Regions from separate parts of the Oryza sativa genome. Here region 2 is linked to region 1. The links are chromatin contacts, called in public HiCAR-type maps. All regions are on one chromosome and are shown on one strand. The core of a region is the stretch at or near the end of the contact, and the rest is flanking DNA. Distances in the headings are between cores, read along the strand shown.

Region 1 (4,851 bases), core at 1,134-3,633:
CCAGCTTCAGTTTCATCGATAGGGCAGAGTTGTGGAATCTAGATCCATTAGCTTCTAAGATCGCAATGCTAACTTGACCAATCTACCATTTCGTGTACGCATTATTTGCCTCATGATAGCTAATTGTAACATAAGATCCCGCAGTGCCTCCTAAACCTACCATAGCAAGCCAACAGGAATGATATGCATAGCTAGCTCTTTATTTTTTCTGTAAGGTATAACTTGGGATCAGTCATCTTTATCTTTTATGGAGAAAAAGAGTTCAACATGGTAATATCATGAGACTCGGTTGGGCCTAGAAATGTTTCCGCCCATCCATCATTGGCCCGCTCTAGCCCATCTAATATGGGCTGACACCAATTCAGCCCAACCTGACGATGTGCCGCCCTGCAAAATTGCTTGCCCTCCGCGTGTATGCTGCCAAGGACACGTGGCGTGCATAGTGAGACAGAAGCAGCTAGTAGGAGGGAAAATATATGGTGTAAATCACATCGTATGGAAACTCGGAATTTTTTTATAAAAATTCTCAAATAATATTAAAAAAATCACACATGTAAATAATATGTAAATAAAAGATAAGTTGCATGAAAAAACTCAATTCATTAATGAGATGTAAAATTAGCAAACAACATTTTTTTCCTTCTTTTTCTTTTTCTACTATGTTTCTTAATTTTGTATCTCTCAAATGAAGTTGAGTTTATTCTTGAAACTTTAGGCACAAATATGATTACGCAGGATGTGCTTTTAGTTTATGTTTGATCTATGTAAAATTAATCTCTTTAAAAGAGGAATACTGAAGGTAGGACTTGAGCTCAGGACCTACTTTATACAGATGTTGTGCCCACCAACAACTGCTTCTAGTACTCACTACTCCTATGTAATATGATCTACATTTCAGTGAAAATGTTATGGGTATTTGGATGAATACCCTTGAACTATGGCTGAACCATCCCCTCATGTCACTCATGAGCTTCCGGTGCATCCCATTCCGGCATGCCATACCAATCAACTCTCTACATATCATCATTTCTCTCTGTCATCCTGTAACAACAAGCTTGTTAATAGATTTGGCTAGAGTTCTTTTCCTTCACCGGCTTGGTGATAAATCTTGCGGCAGTTGGGCTCTCCCAACTCTCAAGGCTCATCTCATCTTTTAAGGAGCAACAAGGGTAGTAGCATATAATACATGAATGTACATTGGTTGTGTGCATCCTAGTTATGCAGAGGCCGGGAGTTTTCTTAGTATGGTTCTATCATCTTAATGTAATCGTCTGAGATTAATAAAAGCTTCCTTTATAAAAAAAATACATGAATGTACAATTTGGTTTCCTCCAGTTATTCGAGATGGGTAGAGTTCAATGTGTACTCATTACAACTGCGTGCTTAATAAATTCTTCTAGTCATCAATCGAGTTGCAGTACTTCTGAATCAGATATTCCCTCCATCCCACGAAAAACTAACCTAGTACTGGATGTGACACATCCTAATACTATAAATCTGGACATATCTCTGTCTAGATTCGTTGTACTAGAATGCGTCACATCCAGCCTTAAATTTTTTTTTTTTGGGACGGAAGGAGTAGCTGGATTGTTGTAGTGGCTTCCATGGAGAACTCAATTAGTCAATCTCATAGTCTTGTGCTCTATGGCAGAGAGAATTCCCTGCAATTTGAAAAGCACCTACAGTTGAGTTTGACATAACTGACATGAACTTTCACAAACTCAACTTGTTCATTTATTAGTTCATCATTTCAAACTAGAGTTCTTTCATAAAAGAGAGAATAAAAAAGATCATTACAGACCAGCATGTAGATTGCAATGCCATTTGACATCTTTAAAAGCCATTACTATAATACATCAACACAAATTCAGGTGGTCAAGTCTGAAAAAGAACATGTCACAGTATTACCTCCTCCCTCAAATTCTAGCAATCTAGCATCTTCTCAATGTTACTGGCTAAAATTACTAATGGATAAAAGAAAGCACATGTCTTAAACATTCCGGTATCATATCACACCATAAAAGCCTTGATTTTAACAACATTTCAGTAGAATTAACAAGCTGCTAATAAAAACTTCCAAAGAAGAAAAAGAAAAACAAGCTGCTAATAAAAAGATTTGCTTGAACGAGTATACATGACCTGAACAGTCTGAACAAAAGAAGAGGAAATTTTGTGCCAATCTGAAAGGCATTTAAAAAAGAAGCAGAAATTGCAATCAGCTCAACCTTTTCTTTCAGTTTAAATGCGTGGCATCAAGGAGACTGAATTACCCGATATCCCATTTCCCCTGTCGTCTTTGGTTCTGTGGCGGAGGTCCGATCCAACAAATGCAGCCCATACGGACATACGGTCCGGCCCATCTAACACGGGCCAAAATCTGTTTGGGCTTTATCCGTCATGGGCCGACAAACCGACGGCCATCCCCTTCCGGCCCATCCAGCTTGCTGATTACCTGAGTTTCTGCTACTTCTCACAGTTAAATTAATCACGCAGGATGTGCTTTAATTTCTGCTTAATCTGCAACTAGTACTACTACTTTGTATCCCTGCTTATAATTAGCCATGTACACCTTATTGTACGTACTGTTCCTCCACATATTTACTTAATTATGGAGTATTTAAGTCACAATTCTGATACAAGAGTTTAAAGTTAACCAGAGAAATTATAATGTTTGCGTGATTTATCGACCGACTGATTACGATCGATAATCCATGGATGCCCATAACAAATGATTGCTACTGCACGTACTACAGTATTGTTACACACTTTTCGCTTGCCGCTGAGGCTGAACCTGTACTGGTATGATTATTTCTAGTAAAAGAAATGGGGTTTCGACCCTTGCTAAAAAAATATATTGTTACACACTGTTGGACAATTAAGGGTGATCTTGTCGTTTGAACCACAGAATTAAGAGAATAAGATAATACTACTCACTTATCGATAATTAAGAAATCGGCATTGATATGCTGATGACGACAGTTGGCTCTTGTCACTACATTTCTAGCTTAATTAATTTCTCTCTTATTACATTATTACTGAATTAGTTCACCGACCTTAATCTCAAATAATCAACTCTATGGCAAAACAAGATATGGCAAGCATTCCTTGTTTCACTCTACTTTTTCCCCCTAACTAGACCTTCCAAACGTTCTTGGTGCACAGTAGATGCAAAATAGGTAACTATAGGACATAAACAAATTCAATGGTTATTAAAAAAAATCAATTGCGTTACATTGATTACCGTGACCATCATCTAAATTTTTAAATAGATTTGGGGTTGGCAAACATCAAGCACCACTTTAAGTCATACTCCAGCACATTCAACTCTGCCACTAAAAAGGATTGCAACACCTGACACCTGTATAAGGCTATGGGCCATTATTTCATCTGGGATTGGGGAGGATAGAGATGTATATACCTCAATGCTTAATTACTCCGATGTCAACTCGGTTAAATATTAGTTAGGAAGAAAAATATATATAATGACGCCTGCGTCTTTGATGATGTTCTTTCAGGTGCCGACGGTGGTGGAGCGGATTGTGGAAAAAGGATGGCGATGGATTGAGGCCAATCCTGTTGGAAGCTTTGTTAGGCACATAGCTTAACTTAGTTTCATTTCACTTCTCACAGCTTCGTCTTAGGAGTCGCACTCAGTTTAGAAAGCTCTTTAGAGCCATATTACACCTCCTAGTGACGTAACCACATCGCCGTGTTACCAATGTATGCTATTTTTCTTCTATTATATTGGCGTGTAAGGTTTTTGTGTGTTCGTGACAGACTCATGAATGTTCCTTCATATGCTAAGTACTAGTAGTACAATAATATTTATCCAAGCAAACCATTATTCAGAATTTATAACGAAGAGGCATTTTCACCTACTTTCATGATAGCCATCCATATCATTTGAACACACCTCAAACTCTGCCAATGAATTTTATGATATATCATCACTACTTCTGTTTTCATGGTTAAAATAGAGCCATGAACCTAAGCACCTTGGAAACGAAAATCCATGATTTCACCATGGAGCGAGCTCATAGGATTGGAAGTTATCAGGAACATGAGGACCGTGGCTGATGGATTCGTTGTGAGCATGAAGATCTTTCAGTGAAGACGAAACGCTCAATGAGACAGGGTTTCTGCAACCCAAAACCCAAATCACCATGGGGTTGCTGCCTCCTCATGATTAAGCGGGGCCGGATTCACCTTCATGGTAACTTGAATGTTTGCCCTTGCTACATTCTTTCTGTCAGCCGTTTGAGTCCTAGCTAGCGATGTGCTATGTTGTAAAAATGCAATCGATTTGGCTAGATTTTTGGGCAAGTAAGCGAGCTGTGGGATGGAAGCTAGGCAGCAAACTTGCTTCATCCTTCATTAAATTTTTATGGAAAAATTTGCTATAAGACACTTAAAAATCATGTAATTAGCTGAGAGACACCGCAAAAACGTGACACTGCCCATAGACACTACAAAAATTATGTAATTGGCTGTAGGACACCGGACGTATTATTTTATTATTTCCGGGCTGAAAGTGGTGAGTTTTTTTCAAAATGACCGGAGTGCCCCTGCTGTCGAAATTGTCGTTGTTCTCGGTGTGAGGACCGAGAGACAAGGAGTGATCGACAACGTCGAGTGAAGTTCAACGGTCATGAGTGAATTTAAATTGAAGTCCGAAAAACTGCCGCGCGTAACGGACCCAGAAATTTCCGGCGGTCATCTCTCTCCTTTCCTTGTAATTCGCACCGGCGGAGGTGCGTCTATTTAAGGGAGTTTTGGGGATCCAATTTGAGTTCTGCCTGTTGAAAAAACTCTCCAGCTTCCAAGCGTCCCTCGTCTTCTTCACTCCCGCAA
Region 2 (4,851 bases), core at 786-3,285, 150 kb before region 1:
GTAAACTTTATTTTAAAATAGTGTATTATTTGAAAAAAATAGTACAAATAATAATGAGTACACTGGTTTAATTGGAAATTATATTGATTTAATGGGTAAACATATAATGGTGTAAATTTTATTTTCAAAGATTGTAGAGCTAATTTAGTTAACTGTGTTTATAAAGAATTATATGATGGTATATTCTTTGTTTGTAAATTATGTTTATTTAAAATATATATATCAATTATATAAATGGAAAAAAGAAGAGAGAAAAAGGAAGAAATAATTGGAGGGAGGCGTACATACTACATACGAAAATAATTGGAAGGAGGCGTACGTACTGCATACCCATGTACGTACGTGAGTTAGGTGGGACCCATAGTATTTGGTTTATTTTAGGATCAATTTTATCTAACGGTGTATAATATTGGACCCACCAATTTAAGTGAAAATCAAGAGGTAGATGTTTTGCTTTTTTCTTAGAATTTACAGGATTTTCTCTAATTTATTAGAGTGTCATGTGGTAACTTGAGAGCGTTTGTAGGAAGTTTAATGGACTTTTAGTATATAATAGATAGATAGATTACGTGGGATGATAATTTAATTAATGCTTGCATTTTAAAACTCTAAAACTTAATAAATTAGCATGCTTGCATGAGATTTGAGATATAGTAAATGTTAGTGGATGATGTGGCATCTTTGTATGTTGAGCTTTACGATGTAGTGGGCCTTAACTTTATAGAAAGATAGGATAAATATAAACTAATCGATGTACACAATTATGTTTTGGTCATGATAGGTTCGGATAGATGTCGTTAGGATCAAACTTGAGTATTACGGTGGCGTCGCCAAACATATTCATTTGCCTGTGTTATGTACCAGTGACCATCAGAGAGGGGACTTGCTGGCGCCGGCAATATGTTTTTGGATTGTGTGGACAAATCTTTTGGTGAGGGATCAGCAGCTCAGTTGGACGTGTAGCTAGCAAAGGCTGTTGACTGCCACTGCTCTTCATTTTATCATTCACACAACAGATGTTGCGCATGCCTAGATTTTGATAAAAAAAATTTATCTAAGATCAGAATGTGCTGTCTAATCTGGAAATATTGAAATGAAAGTCGATTCGTGGCAAACTGTTGGATCATTCTTCAGCATGTTCTTGATCTAATGGAAGTTCATCTACAGCCATAGAGCAATAATGGTAAATGTTACGGCTCGTGTGAGTTGACTGGCTACTAGGGTCGAATGATGGTTGCCACTGTACAAAATATTACCACCTTACTCAATTTTCTACAACTTCTGAACTTCACCTCAACAACGGCGCCGACTGACGGATCTGTCATTTGCCACACGGGGCTACTTAGTCATTGCTCCTATCCCCGGTAACCTGTGCCTGACCACCGGCGTAACACGATTCCCCGGCCAGCTATGGTGAACCCGCCACACAATTATAAATACTAGACAGAGCTTGGTTTCATGAGAGGTGGCGTCAGCATGGCAATATGGTGGTAGTCGAACACACCATCGGTATTTGGTTTTCATTGCCACAACAGGAGGTTTGAGGACGCCTTGCAGGAGGGTTAAGCTTGAGCCCTGGTCAAGGACAGTAGCACCTGTGGTGACTGATCAACTGCATGCGTACGTCTGGACCGGGTAGGTCAGGGTGGTGGTTGTGAAATGGCAAATCCTGATACCTCCTAGGCCAAGCTGAATCAGTGTCCCTGTATGCCTCTATGTATGCAGTGTAGTTCATCTCTCTTTGATCTTTCATCTGATTTGTTTTATTTATACATCATTTTATCGGTCACTACAGTGGAATGCAGAAGTAGCAGCCACCTACCACCTGTATATATGGGCCAATGGTTTTGTCCTGAAGATATTTCAGTGCTTAATTACTCGGATAGTTTTAGTTCACTTAAAAAGTTAAGACAAACAAATATCGATGGCTCATTAACTATATCATCGTCTTTAGGGACGGACCCAAGACTGGCCCAAGGCTCAGGCCAGCCCATGGAGAATATGGCCCAACATGATTAATACATGGTGGAAAATAAACTATCCCCTTGGGCCTCCAGTACTAGGCCTCGGGCCACGGCCCAGGTGGCTCGAGACTTGGGTCCGCTCCTGGTTGTCTTCACAGTATGTTAAAGACCCATTAATGTTATTTCTAATTATTAATTGTAAGTAGTAATAATTACGGAAGCAAAATATTATCCAGAATTTGTAGTGCAAGAAATTCTTTCACCTTACTAGTCAAGGGTAATTTCTGAAGTCTGAATTTGCAAGAGAGAGAGCTTCATGGTATGCCCAAGCCTTTTTGGTGATTACTACTAGGTAGCGACTCTAAACAGTTATTTCAAAACTTAATTTGGTACCAAATTTCTATCTGAGTGTATGTTCAAAATCAAACAGCAGATTATAAACTCCAAAGAGCCATCTGTTGTAGATAATAAATATAAACTAATCGACGTACGCAGTTATGTTTTGGGCATGATAGGATAGATTTTGTTGTGATCAAACTGGATTATTACGATGGCCTCTCAAAACCTATTCATCTGCCTGTGTTTTGTAGCAGTGGCCATCAGAGAGGGATTTTGCCGGCTCTGGCAACATGTTTTTGGATGGTGTGGACGAAGCTTGTGGTGAAGGTCACTGCCTCGCCGGTGGATGGACGGACTAGCAGCTCAGTTGGACGTGCAGCTAGCAGGCTGCTCGCTGCCACTGCTCTTCATTTTATCATTTCACTCAACAGATGTTGAGGATGCCTAGATTTTGATAAAAAAAAAAATCTAAGATCAGAATCTGTTGTCTAATCTGAAAATATCAAAATAAAGGTCAATCTGTGGCAAACTGTTGGATCATTCTTCAGCATGTTCTTGATCTATTGGAAGTTCATCGACAGCCATATAGCAATAATGGTGAACGTTACAGCCTATGTGAGTTGACTGGCTGCTAGGGTCGAATGATGGTTGCCACTAAACAAAATGAAATTCTTGAGTACAGAACAGAAAAAGAAACTCATCGGTACACAATCCTTCAAGTTAACAAGTGAGCTGTTGTAACACTTGAGCTTCCGATGCATCCCAGGCCGAGCGTAGCAAACCATTTGGAGACCGGGCCAATGCTCACTAAAACTCTTCATTTCTCTTTATCCGCACGCATGTTTGGGATCACTGATCATCTCTATCTTTTATAGACCAAGATGGGCTAAATGATATCATATATAAATGCGAAATCTGATACCAGTGCAGGTATTTAAGTTCTGTAGCTGAGTTCAATGTGCACCCAAAACTCCATGATATCAACTATATATTCAACACCCAATAGTTCAATGCACATACCTTTGACCAAGTTGCTGGGTTGTTGACAATTATTTCCTTTTGGCACAATTTAAAAAATATTAGTGTTTTCCCTCCAAGCCTTCAAAAAAAATCTGACATATGGATGCATTACCTTGAATTCCTGTAACTTGTATGCAAAACCAAGCACTTCAGTTTGACTTGCACGGTAGGTTGGGTTCTATATTACGAAAAGCTTAAGAGGGGAGGACGGTGGGTGTGGAAGATTGATTCCAATTGGAGAAATTTCAGAATATTTTGGCTGGAAAAAATTGAAAATTTAACGTTTTTACCTAAAGTAGAATACTTTTTCTATATTAAAAATAAATATCGGGGTGAAAGATGTCCTGCCAGTGGACCAAAAATCCCAAATTTCCCAAATTTTAAAATCAAAATATCAGCCATGAAAGTATGAGGTAATAGATATTTTAAAAAAACAGCATCGTCAATGGTTATGGTTGAATTATGTATAGATTACATGGATCTGCAACCTATTGGTGTAATTGTGCACCGTCACTAGGGTAGGATGTTTGGAAAAAGAACATTAGGCCACAAGAGAATTGTCAACCCCAATCGACAAAACATAAGACAAGCCCATTTTGCAGTGTTACGGCAATCGGCTTTGGTGGCTCCATACGTGGACATGCACTTGGATGAAATCTGCAGAGACAATCCTAGGAATCCGAGGCATGGCTTGTGAAGAAGCATAAACTTCAATTTGGGAAATGGTTGATGGAGTACCTGACAACTGCAGACATCGATAGTGACCAACTGTTCTCTTTATCTCGGGGGCCATCCAACATAATCCACACGTACCAAGGCTGACATGAACGGGTATACTTTTTACGACACCAAGGCCCAGGACAACAAAAGTACAAATCAAAACAGTGGCGTAGCATTGACACCTATGATGATGATGGCAAGAAGCAGACTTATTACGGTTTCATAGAGTCAATTTGGGAGCTAGATTACAGAGTCCTCAAAGTCCCTCTACTCCGATGCAAGTGGGTAAGAATTCCAAGAGGGTTGAAGGTTGATAAGCACGGGATGATCATCGTTGACCTGAATGATGTTGGCTACAAAGATGAGCCGTTCATGCTCGCGAAATCCTTTAAGCAGATATTATATGTCAAGGACCCATCACTTGCGAAATCTGCCAGACCACATCATGTTGTATTCGTAGGCAAGCTAAATATTGTTGGAATGGAGAATATCGTTGATGAAGAAGACTACGATCAACCCGACGAGCAACCGCCACCCACAACTGATGTCGAATTAGAAAATGAGGAAACAAATGAAGAAGATGAAGAAGCCTTGTATGTACGGACCGATCATCAAGAAGGGCTACTAGTAAGGGTGGTGATGGTGAAATGGCAAATCCTGATACCTCCGAGGCCAACCTGAATCTCAGTGTCCCTGATCTGTCTCTATGCATGCGGTGTAGTTCATCTCTCTTTTGGTCCTTCATCTGATTCTATTTTATTTATACATCATTTTATATGTCACTACAGTGGAATGCAGAAGTAGCACC

Evidence for each region. HiCAR-type assays count read pairs that join an accessible place to other places.
Region 2: a contact with region 1 is called in a HiCAR-type map of leaf, with 5 times the contacts expected there. The contact joins two enhancer-like sites. A contact is called at or near these places in 1 of 15 Hi-C or Micro-C datasets (leaf) and 1 of 4 datasets of contacts at active chromatin or transcription factors (leaf).

The regions. Positions count from the first base shown.
Region 1 is chr12:21,591,258-21,596,108 of ASM3414082v1, reverse strand. No RefSeq gene overlaps it. Among protein-coding and RNA genes, the nearest start is that of LOC4352399, 22 kb to the right of the region's middle. Within about 2 kb of position 2,383, at least 14 of the 15 cell types and tissues checked have open chromatin away from gene starts, as enhancers often do. A contact at or near this core is called in leaf, where this site is marked.
Region 2 is chr12:21,744,460-21,749,310 of ASM3414082v1, reverse strand. No RefSeq gene overlaps it. Among protein-coding and RNA genes, the nearest start is that of LOC136354595, 27 kb to the right of the region's middle. Within about 2 kb of position 2,035, at least 13 of the 15 cell types and tissues checked have open chromatin away from gene starts, as enhancers often do. A contact at or near this core is called in leaf, where this site is marked.